2 separate regions of the Sus scrofa genome follow, and region 1 is linked to region 2. Evidence: chromatin contacts called from public promoter capture Hi-C data. All regions are on one chromosome and are shown on one strand. Each heading gives the region's core, a stretch centred on a gene start, on an enhancer-like site or on the middle of the called end of the contact. The rest is flanking DNA. Distances are from core to core; before and after follow the strand shown. Region 1 overlaps AFAP1 (actin filament associated protein 1). Region 2 holds the start of AFAP1 (actin filament associated protein 1).

Evidence for each region. Promoter capture Hi-C pulls out the DNA fragments that hold promoters and counts their contacts.
Region 1: a promoter capture Hi-C map of skeletal muscle shows a contact between it and region 2, with 7 times the contacts expected there. The contact joins the enhancer-like site here to the promoter of AFAP1 in region 2. A contact is called at or near these places in 2 of 5 promoter capture datasets (liver and skeletal muscle), 6 of 47 Hi-C or Micro-C datasets (embryonic fibroblasts, fetal skeletal muscle, fibroblasts and 3 more) and 1 of 2 datasets of contacts at active chromatin or transcription factors (skeletal muscle).

What each region holds. Positions count from the first base shown.
Region 1 is chr8:3,158,800-3,164,647 of Sscrofa11.1, reverse strand. It overlaps AFAP1 (actin filament associated protein 1), which reads right to left. Exons shown (of 17, transcript NM_001253821.1): 8 at 5,472-5,553; 9 at 1,034-1,183. Among named protein-coding and RNA genes, the nearest start is that of AFAP1, 92 kb to the right of the region's middle. Within about 2 kb of position 1,852, at least 3 of the 83 cell types and tissues checked have an H3K27ac peak or open chromatin away from gene starts, as enhancers often do. A contact at or near this core is called in fetal skeletal muscle and skeletal muscle, where this site is marked.
Region 2 is chr8:3,067,840-3,073,768 of Sscrofa11.1, reverse strand. It overlaps AFAP1 (actin filament associated protein 1), which reads right to left and starts at 3,738. Exons shown (of 17, transcript NM_001253821.1): 1 at 3,598-3,738. LOC102159659 reads left to right here and starts at 2,894. Exons shown (of 3, transcript XM_021100806.1): 1 at 2,894-2,930; 2 at 3,109-3,393; 3 at 3,492-4,060. The coding sequence starts at 2,894. The coding sequence ends at 4,060.

The DNA of each region.
Region 1 (5,848 bases), core at 603-3,102, 93 kb before region 2:
CCTGAGCCTCCAGCCTCTGGCCTGGGCGGGGTGTCTGCTGAATGACTGTGTGTGTGGGGGGGGGGCGGTGGCCCAACTCTGGTCCTTCTGGGCAGCATCTGATGACACATCTTTTGGCCTCTCCCCAAATAACCCAGCACCTCGGACAGGACAGATGCTCACTGAGCGAGGAAGGGGGGGGGGCAGTAAACAGAGTGACCTCGAGTCGAGACACTGTGGCCCTTGCACTAAGGCAGAGCCGCGTGCGAGCGGTGCCACACAGGGAAGTGCAGCCTGTTCGTGTTTTTTTTAAGGGTAAATATCCATCTTTCGGCCTCTAATGTTTTTCTCCTTAAAGGAGCGCATGGGTCTCGCAGACCTGGTGCCTCAGGAAACACTGTGTAGGCAGCATCTCGTTTATCCAGGGATGCTGCCCCTGACGTCTGGTGTCTACGGGACGCCCTACAGGCTCCCCATTGTCCCTTTGTCCTCCTCCTGTTGGTGATCAGCCCTTGCAGGTCTGTCTCCATCCCAGGACTTGGAGTTCCGGGCACTTGGCCACTAGACCATCGGGGTCCAGGTGCCTCCCGGTGCTGACCAGCCTGCCAGGCAGCAGCTGCTGGAGCCCAGGGTGAGGAAGACAGAGGCAGGTGGGGCTGCCAGACTGGACGTGAAGCTGGGTCTGAGCCACAGGTGTCCCCAGAAAGTGGAGCTGTGCTCCCTCGGGCGGGGAAGGCTGGCCCGGGGGTCCGTAAAGGCCCTGCCACACCCACAGCCCCTCCTTCTCAGCCAACCTCTCCTGCATTCGTACCAGCTTAAAACCACTCAGGCGGAAAGTGGAAGAACCTCCTGGGATCAACGAGAGAGTTCGTTTTTCATCTCACCCGCCCTGTAACGTCCCCAAGTCAAAATCGAGTCCATCCCCAGAGTTTAAGGGAAGGCAAACCCAGTTCCAAAGAGGCTCACCCCTGAGACTGGGACAGGGACACAGAGGTCCCCCAGGAGAGTTGTGGCGTGTGGGGTGGGGCGGGGCGCGGCGGGCAGCCCGTCTTACCGCAGGTGGGCACGTCCTCCTCGGCCGAGGACGTCTGCTCGTCGGTCGACGGCTTTTTCTTCCCCAGACCGATGATCTTGGTGATTTTCTTCCCTGTGACTTTGGTCACGGTCCCTTTGGCCTCGGATTTGGAACTTTTCTTCCTCTTAACTGTCAGGAATGAGGACAACCAAGAAGCAGGTTTCAGTGGCGGATTTTCCTTGAAGAAACAGCCACATCAAGTGTGAGCCACGCCCCGTTCTTCCCTGGGTTTCACTTATCGCGCACCTGCTCTGTGCCAGCTGCCGGGCCAGATCCCACAGAACGCAGCATTTTTCAAGCTGTAAATGCCACAAACACAGACAATTCCCCCTTATCCTACGGGCATGGGAGTCTAGGAGTTTTTGTATGCAGGCTGCTGGGAGGACTGGGGACATGGGGCTAAAGTCACTGGGCTGTTTATGTGCCAGGTCGGCCAATAGGCCCGTTACCCCGTGCGGAAGTCGTGAACGCGTGAGCGTTACTTGGGGACAAGTGTCGCTTCCGCACACATTAGCACGAGGGCCTCGAGTCTCTTCTCGTGCCAGCTGCACCATCGGTGGGAACGTGCCAAGGCACCCAAATCGCACTGCACTCGCTCAGCACAGGCCAGGGCGCGACACCTTCAAAGAGGAAGCTGGAGTTTTCAGAGTCACTCCCCGTGGCTCTGGTCACAGAGTCTGGACTGTTCAGCTAAGAGGCTCTCGTTCAGGAAAAGCTGCAGGAGGTCGGGCCTCCTCTGCGCGGGCGGCAGAGAAATCCGAGCTGGGCCATGGCTGGGAGCAAGGGCGCACCCCTGACGTTTCTCAGCTGCAAATGGCTCAAGAGTGAGCGGCCAGAACCAAGCTACGGTAAGAAGGTCAGAAGGTACTGAAGCGATTAGCTTCCTTCAGCGACTGTTTATTAAGAGTCTACCGTATGCAAAGCGCCACGCCAGGCAGAAAGCGTTGGAACCGAGGCCACCTTGACAAAGCCCAGAAAGCCGCTCTTGTTAAAGGGAAAAGGGAGAGTATCAGACACAGACGTCTTCACGTACGTGTCCACGTGGACACGGACAGCTGGACAGGTTTCACTCTGCAGAAGCTGCTTTTATGCACGGGCCCTGGGAGAGGACACAGCCCACAAGAAGAGAGACCCCGGGCAGTGCCTGCTGAGCCCGGGTGTCTGGGCAGGAACCTGAGATTGCATGTTATTCTATTTCAGGGCAAAAGTTAAAGATAGCTTTCCTGCCTTTCACGCCCCAAAATGTGCCCCGTGAAGACAAAGATAATACCTTCCACACGGCAGCTTCCCGTGGGAAGAACTAAAATTACCCTCGGCCACGACCGAGGTGGAAAATCACATGAGCGAAGGCAGAGATCGGGACCCTGGAATTGTCACAAAAGCCCAGGTGACATGGGTTCATCGAGAGTCTCAATTCATCAAGAGTCGGCCTGGCCGGCTCTTTGGTTTAAGGCGACTTCATTTCTGAGCCACAAGGCGCCCGCTCCACCCCGGGGCTGGGGGCGGAGAAGCTGGGTGGGGAAACAGAGGCTGCTATTTTGCACCAGCAAAGCTGCCCCGTCCCCTCAAACCCCGCCTCCTCTCTGCCCACACAAGGCCGAGCCAACTGGAGGTCAAGCCTCAGACTGGGACAGGACAGGTGCAAAACACATCTGAGAGAGGACTTGCATTCCAAATAAAAAACGCTCAGAAGTCCACGAGAGCAAAAAAAACCCCAATGAGAATAGGGGCAAAAGATTTTAACTGACATTGCCCCCGGGGTGACAGACACAGAGGTAGCAAAAAAGCCATGAAAAAAGGATCCGTGTTGTCCTCACGGGGAGATGTACGGTCAAGGCACAATTACACAGCACCGCACACCTAGGAGAGTGGCCCAAATAAACAGAACACAACAGAAAAGACAGCACAAGGCTGGCGGGAAGGTACACGCGTGCACGTGACCACAGGGTCTCACTCTGAGGCATCGGCCAAGAAAAATGAAAACCCATCCCTGCAAAAGCCTGACTGTGGATGTGCCTCCGTCAGCGCTCTTGTGAACGGCTCTACCCGGAGACAACCAGGAAATGGGTAATTCATGGATACATCCACCCTGGCATCCTGCTCCGCCAAGGAACAGACCTCGGGCCCACCACGTGGACGCCCCCCAAACGCGTGGCGCCGATGGGAAGGAGCAGACCCAGGAGGCTGTTTCACGGGACTCCACTTAGAGGACAGAAAACAGGTGTGGGGCCATCGGGGGCATCTCGGGTGATGGAAACGCTCCAGATCCTGACTCTCGTGAAGGGTACATGCCTGTGTTGGTCAAGGAACCGTATGCCCCCGGAGGGTGAATCTCACCATGTGAAATGTACACCTTTATAAAGCGGACCTAAAAAAATTCAGCGTTTGTGCACCCGTGTCCCTAGCAGCTCTATTCACAATAGCCAGAGGTGGAGGCAACCCAATGTCCCCGCACGGACAGGTGGAGACCATTTGTGGTCCATCCCAAGGAATATTATTCAGCCTTGAAAAGGAAGGGAATCCTGTTCCAGGCTGCAACGTGGCTGACCTGTGAGGACCTCATACTAGGTGAAACTAGCCAGCCACCGAAAAGACAGATACTACACGATCCCACTTCCATGAGGCTCCTAGAGCAGCTGAAAATTACAGAGAGACAAGGCAGCCTGGCGGGTGGGGGGCCAGGAAGAGGGGAGAGGGTGGTGAGTTAGTTTCATGAGGGCAGAGCTTGAGTTTTCAGGATGGAAAGTTCTAGAGAGGAAAACAGTGATGACAGCTCAGCCCTGTCGACCCACTTCCTGCTGCTGAAACGGGACTTAGAAATGGTTAGGACACGGGGCTCCCGTCGCGGCTGTGAACTGAAGCCTGGCGCTTCCCATCAGCCTCTACATGGAGTGACACACGAGCCACTGCAGCTGCCGCCCGGAGCTCAGCGGGAAGCCAGGAGCGAGGCCCTCTGTGTGCTGGGGAAACTGGGAGACCAGGTCTTTGGAGAGTCAGACATTTTTAGGAGATTCTACGTGCCCAACTCCTGCATCGCCTCATGTCTAGAAAAACACTAAAATCCTTCATGGTGATGTCTGCTCCTTGAGACGGGTCGTGACCTTCAGGAGACCAGCAACAAACTTTTGTAAGACGTGTGTGTGCTGCATGCACCCCCCCCCCCAGCTTGATCATATCCTGAGGTTCCCGCTTTTCCTCCTTGGGTGGTATTTCAGCCCCGTCTGTAGTTAAGGAGGAAGAATGTCGCCGTCATGGGTGAATGGGGTCCCCTCCAAGGGTGAGAGCTGTGAAAACTCAGGATCCCGGCCCTGAGGGCGCTGCCCATCGCAGGACTGACTTGCGGGAGCCTGGCCTCTGGTGCTCCTGTTCCCTGTCCTTTACTGCAAAACCCCTATACATCCTAGCGCCCCCCCCCCCGCCTCCTGGGAGCGGTTTCTCGGGGCTCCCTGAGCTGCTGTCCCCCGGGCTTGCATTCTAATTTCACCCCAAGTAAAACTTAACTCTCAACTTTCAGGTTCTGTAATTTTTAGTTGACGTGGCTCAGCGGTTAGTTAACGAACCCAACTCGTATCCATGAGGACGCGGGTTCACCCAGTGAGTTAAGGATCTGGCGTTGCCCTGAGCTGTGGTGTAGGTCGCAGATGTGGCTCGGATCCTGCTTTGCTGTGGCTGTGGTGTAAGCCAGTGGCTACAGCTCCGATTCGACCCTAGCCTGGGAACCGATTCGACCCTAGCCTGGGAACCTCCATATGCCGTGGGAGCGGCCCTGAATAGACAAAAAAAAACCCTGGTTAGACAGTATGTGTATGTTACCCATGTATTTCGCCACAATTTTTTAAAAAAATTATTAAATGAAGGTGAAATAAAGACACATCCAGGTAATCTTTTTTGAAAAGATCAGCCGTCTGTGAGCCTGGCCTCCTGGTTTTAAAGACGGGGGAAACTGAGACTTCTCAAAGAGGAAAGACTCGCTCAAGATCGAGTTCTTAGGCCAAGGCAGCGCCGGGATGGGCACATGGGTTTCCAGCCTCACCCAAAGTGCTTTTCCTTGAAAAACAGTGCCTCTCCCAGCGAGATGGCAGCAGCAGCACCCCACCCCCGCTGCAAACGTGTCTCAGCCTTGAACCAGCGGAGGAAGGCGCCGGCAGTGAGTCACAGCTTAAAATGTATGCAGGACACATCATCAAGCCGGTCCGCGAAAAGGCGGGCCGAGGTCTGGGAGGACTGAAACAGGGCCCGGGAAGCCTCGGATTAACCGGAGCTTCCTCTGGACGTCAGTCACCGTAACACAGCAGGACGCCGTCTGCACAACCGGATTCACAGACACACGTTCCGCATCATCAGAGTTTGCCGATCCAGGGGGAGGGTTTCTGTTTGGGGTTTCAGTTGCTCCATCTGGGGCAGGAGCAGCACTCACCGTGTTCCTTTCCATTACACGCAGTCACTCCGTTTTCTGTGACACCCTCCCCGTCGGAGCTGGGTCTCTCTGAAGACAGTTTCTGGGTGGATAAAAAGACTAAGTTACGCTTACAGTGGTCACACCAAGTGATGTGCTGCATGGACCCATCCGAAGTTATCTCAAAAATGAAAGGAGTTCCCTGGTGGCTCTGTGGGTTAAGGACCTGGCATTGGCACTGCTGTGGCTTGGGTTGCTGCGGTGGTGTGCGTTCGATGCCTGGCCTGGGAACAGGTCGTGAGCACAGCCTCACCGCCAAAAAAAAAAAAAATGAAAGAAAACGTGAGCCATGGTCACAGCAAACCCTGAGCTGAGTGAGGGCTCAGCTATAACACAGA
Region 2 (5,929 bases), core at 2,489-4,988:
GACTTAGATTTATAATCTAAGAGAAAACATTATCTCCGAACCTCTAGTTCCAGGCAAATAATGCTCAAACGAGATGATGCACAGAATAGCATAAACTGGGAAAAGGAGGAAGCAGCACCAGTGCTTCGAGGTGGGGTGAAAGAAGCTCTTTGTTCAGGCCCCCAGGGAAAAGCTGGGGAGCTGCCCTCCTCAGCAAAGAACAAGAAGGACAATATTGGAAAGTGGAGCTCAAATGCCACCTTCTCCATCCTCAGGCATCTCTGCTATGAAAGCCCCTTTTCATTTGCTCCATAGAAAAATTAGGCCTGCTTGCAGAACCGGTATTAATTTTCAGTGAAAACGCTAAGACAATCTAAGGAAACCACAAAGAAAATCCATCTGCATTTCTGAAGTCCCCTCCCCTCAAATGAGATCCCTAACAAAACAAACCACGTGGAGTGTGTGACAAAGTACTCTTTTAAATTAATTGAAGACTGCAAATCAAAATAAAGACAAAAACCCTAGTTAACATGAAAATGGTAACTCAGCGGCATCAATCACTCCTGGACCAAACAGCCATCACCTACTTTGAATCCCTGTAATCATCCCAATAAGAAGAGCAAGAAACAAACAAACAAACAAAAAAAAACACACAAAAACAAACAAACAAACAAAAAACCCAAAAACCCTGTGTATCCTTTCTATAAACAGACATGTGGCTTCAAAAAAAAAATCAAGCACACCAAATTCCCATCTCGCCAAACAGATAAATCAGAAGGGAGATTAATATTTTTAAGGATTAATGACCACATTCCTTAGAATTGGAGCTTCCTTATAGGTCATTTAACCTATGATGCAATGTTTTGCAAGTAATAAGATTCAACTATGCTTTAAAGGATTACACAAAGCCACGTACGCCTACTCAAGGTTCTCCCCAAATTCTCTTATTTCAGACTCTCCAAATTAACATCTCCGTTAGAGACTGGCCACACAAATGCCTGCAGTTGGCGGACTTCATGTGACACTCAAAAGGCCGGCAAAATGCTCCTGCCAAGAGTTCTGCACCCAGCACCCCCATTAAGGAAAACATCACACCCACTTGACAGAGGACAGATGTTGCAAGTAAAATGTAATAAGGCTTTGCGAGACAGTATCAAAAAGTTGCTGAAGCATCCATCCACAGTGGTCCTTTGATACAAAGTAAATACCCATGCAATTACACTTTTTGGAAAGAACTAAAGAAGGACCCTTTAGAATTTACATTTTCGGAGACGTCCATTACCTATACCACTGCCACCAAGAGAGCTTTCCTCTGCTGTATTTGGTTGAAAGAACGAAAGGTTTAGACCTGACAAGGTGCTTACCTTGTTCAAAACCCTCAAAGGTGAGGACGCTGAAGCCCCAACGGCTTTGCAGGAACACGGAGCAACCTCTTTCCAGAGCCAGAATCAGAGCAAATAAATTCTAATCAAGGATGCTGCACTGGGCAACAAACACCAGGAAGTAGGAGCACCTATTAATCTCCAAACCCTTAGGAGAGTTGAAGGCCAGGAAAGACTTGGGTCCGCAGTACAGAAAAGGGGCCTCTCGTGTACACATAACTCTTCCTCTCCCTCAGAAGCCCTGCCCACCTCTAGCAGAGCATCTGGCAAAAGCTGTACTCCAGGGGACCAATCTGTCCTTGACGACCGCAGCGCTCAGAGAGCAGGGCGTGATGACTTCAGGGAAGGCTTTGGAGAAGAAGTGCCACCTAAACTGAGATGGTCTGAGGGACGAAGCTGAAAGGACCGGAGCTGGGGGAGGGCAGAGCAGGCAGGGCGAAGGGCCACTTGGCCTTTACAACGGTGACAGCCGCCGTCATTACCACGTTGTCATCTTGCATTCCTGTTATTCATACCCCATCTTGTTCACAAAGAACTGCAATCTGGACATTACAGCCACTTGGGCCTAGAGCTGAGTTCTCCGTCTTGGACCAAACACTCATTCTTAAGAGGGAAAGACTGACTTCTTAGACTTTGCATCCCCAGGGAGAAGGACCATCGGTGGAACATAACAGGTGCTTTTACAAGTTTGACGAAAGGGTAAATGAATGACGCCACTTTAGGTAAGTGGCTGAGCGATACGGAACCTGCAGGGTAGTATCAGATCTTGCCGTCAGGCTGAAATCCAAGTTTTCAGACCCACAACCTCACCGGCGCTACCCTCTCCATAAATCTGACCTCTAACTGTAACTGCCTTGGCCTCATTCCCTGGGTGTGGATTCCCCTCCTTCAAACACACTTTCCAGCCCGCCAAATTCTTGGGAAAGTTTCTTCCACTCTCCAGGCGCTGAGAGCTGCAAAGTTAAATCTGGCTTTCCAGACTACCCCCCCCCCGCCCCCGCCCCCAATCCTAACGGAAATCAAGAAGCTCTGAGCAGAGGGACCAGACGCCCTCCAATCAGAGCCAGCTCCTGGGGGCCGGCCTCACCAGAGCAGGAAATGCGGCGGCCTGATCCCTGGTCCCCAGGCACGGTGACAGCCCCATGCTCCTCTGGGACCCGGCTGGGGTGAGTTCTTGGGGAAGTGTGGCTGCTTCTTCATAAAACAGCAAATGAGAGATTAAATAAAAGAATGGACCCCAGTCCTACACAGGCCCACTGCACCCCCACGCACAGCCTGCCACGCTCAGACGCTTGCCACGACCTACACAAGGACACCCCTCCACACATGGAACCCACAACACACACGCCCGCGCCCACACACTCTGATGAGGGAAAGGGGGGAGCCTGCCTCTGGGAATGATCACACCCCGACAAGCCACAGGGGGAGGGGATGGGGCAGAGCCCCCCAACTCACAAGGTGGCCAGGACACCGCAGGTGCACGTGCACGAGGAGCCACCCTGGGTCACGCTCAAACATTCAGTAAACCGGTCATGGGCGTGGGTGGCAAAATAGAGCCCTGCTCTCAGGGTAACCAGGGTCCCTATGACTGAGGGTCCACGCACTGAAACAGCGAACCAGTCACCCCGCCGGGGAAACGAAGGGCGACCAGAGACAGAGTCTCCCACTCTCAGGCAGCCGGGATCCCCACGCGCAAGGGCCCACGCAGAGCTTCCTTCGGTGACACACGGAGGGAGTGGACATTGAGACAGCGGCCCCATCCTCAGGGTGACCAGGACCCCGTGCAGGGGTTCACCCGCGGAGCCACGCAGAGTCGCAGCAGGCGCGGAGCCCCCTCGGTGCCACTCCGAGGCCGAGACAATACCCAAGCGCCGGGACGCTCGACGGCCCGGTCAGTCCGCGTCCGCGTCCGCGTCCCCGTCCCGCTGGCGCTCAGGGCGGCGGCCACCACCTCGGGCAGCGACCCCGTGGCGTCCAGCTCAACCTGTCACACCCGACGGGGACCCCCGCCCGGCCTGGAACCCCGCCGCCTGAGTCCCCGCCGGGCCCTGGGACCCTCGCCCGACCCGCTAGCCCTGTCCCGCCCTGAACCTCGGCCTGGCTCCGGGACCCCGGCCGCCTGGGACCCAGTCCGGCCCCAGGACCTCCGCCTGGCCCTCGGACCCTCCTCCCGGACCCAGAACCCTGTCCGCCCGGGCACCCCCGCTCGGCCTGGCCCCGAAGCCCGCCGCCTCACCTCAGGCCGCCGCCTCGGCAGCGCTCGCTCCTTGCCGGAGGCGCCCTGGCCAAGCCAGGCAGAGCGGAGCAGCCGGCAGAGCCGGGGCCACCGCAACAATGGAGCCCCGGGGCGGGGCCGCCTCGCAGCCGCCGCAGCCCGTCACCCGCTCTGGCTCGGGATCCGGCTCCCGCTCCGCGCGGAGCAGCGGCCGGCAGAGTCTGCGGCTGGGCTCGGGGACGGCGCAGGCGCACTCACCCCGCCCGCGCAGCTCCGCCCCGCCCCCGGCGGCGCCCGGCGCTCGGGGCCCGCCCCCCGGCCAATGGGGAGGGCGCCGCGCGGAGGGGGCGGGGCCTGGAGAAACAAAGGGAGGTGGGGCGGGGCCGCGCCGGGGCGGGGCCGCGGGGTCCCGCCGGGGGCGGAGCGGAGAGGAGCTGGCTCCGCGGCCCAACCAGGTCCGACCCGGGAAGGCCGGGCTCAGTGACCGCTTGGAATTCGCCCAGCAGGACGTGTTCAAACCGGGAACTCAAATTGATCGGATTGGCCCGCTTTGCAGAAAGAGAAACTGAGGCCCAAGCAGCGAGACCACCTGCACCCCCGACACTAGTCACACAGTCCCGTTCACTGGTTCATTTTTATTCGTTCAAATATTCTCGCAGCCTGTAAGGTGGGCGGTGGGAGCAGAGTAGACGTAAACAGCCCTCCTTGAAGGAGCTGTCAGGCAGGACCAGATGTCTCAGTCACCTAAACCCGCGATAAAGGAGCACCGGGCAGCGCTGTTTCTTTTCCTACCTCAAAGCTTTTGCGGCTGTGCTGTTCCCCACCTGAACGCTCTCCTCTCCCCCCCTGTCACCCACATGTACCCAAATGCCAGTGATCCATAAATCCTCTGACCTCACCGTGTTTGATCTTTAAGCCTCTCCGGACCACACTCTACTGGCGGCTCCCCCAGGAGTCTCCGGATCCAGCCCCTTCTCTACCCCGCCTCTCCGTGCTGGGGTTTTAGGGCGGCTCTTGGCTAGGGCATGGACCCTCTTATCTGGAAATCTCAGGCTTACCCAGGCTTTAAACCATCCACCTACTGCAGTGACTGCCTGCCCCCAGTCTCCAGCCCTGACCTCCCAAGTCCCTAGCTGGACACCCAGGAGGCGTCTGTAATGTTTTACCACCAACTCAAAGCGCTTTCTTCCATGCCCCCACCTGCTCCTCCACCTCCTTCAGTCAATGGCCTGTCCATCCGAACAGGTGCTCTGGATGAAAGCTGAAATCCCACAAGGTCTTTGCGTCCCTCAAGCGCCCCAGGACCCATCCGACCCCAGGACCTCCGCCTGGCCCTGTGGCCCTACCGCAGGCCGGCCTTCTCTGCGTTCCCACCTCGGTACAGCTCCTGCTGGAGTTTTCAGTCTGCTTGGTTTTCCCGCCACCCGGTGAAGTGTGACCCTCTCAGACGAGGCAGGGATGCGACCCTCTCATTTCTGGTGCGGAAGAGGGCCTGGCGCATGGATGCGTGGCTAAGGCTGACAGCGACCGGGGCAGAGCCCCTCCGTGCCTCCCAACACACACAGCACACAAACACACACACACACACAGGCACACCACTGACAGCCCAGTTTCCAGTCTGAGTTGCCAGATTCCTCCGTGGACATAAGAAGCTTCCCCATGCCTCTTCAGCCAGGCCCCTCTGTTTGCAGATATACTTGGAGACCAGAAACACAAAATCTCAGGGAGGGAAGCAGTTCCTGCAAAGGACGGCTGTCCCCTGCCTGACACACTTGCCCCCTGTTCTTGGCCCATCAACCCCTGACCCTTCAAGTCTCAATCTTAATGTCCTTTTCCCCAGGAAGGCTTTGTGGCTACACTAGCACAAAGTGTAACTGGCAGACACTCCCTAAGGTGACCCCCAGGGAGTCACACCCCTGTACAGTGCCCCCGCCTTGGGGGCAGGCAGAACCTAGGATAGCCTCTGGCCAATATCAGGAGTAGCCATGATGGCCTGCCACCCCCAGCCACCCCCGGTCACATGACATTACATAGGAACTCATCATAGACCATAGAGAGAGGTTCTGCTTCCAGGCTTTGGAGAAGTCACCAGTGGAGGGTCACAGGAACCTGAGGGACAGCCTCCGGGCAGCAGCTAGCAAAGGGCTGGGCCCTGGTTCAGGCAGCATGAGCCTGAAAGAGCTCACCACGGACTCTTCGCTAGTCGAGCCTCCAAGTGAGGACACAGCCCGGCCAGAACGCTGAGTGAAGGGGGTGAGCCCTAAACAGGGGATCCAGCTAGATGGGCTGAACCGCCAGTCCCAGAAACTGAATGAAGAATGTGTGTGACCTTCAGCTGCTACATTTGTGGTTA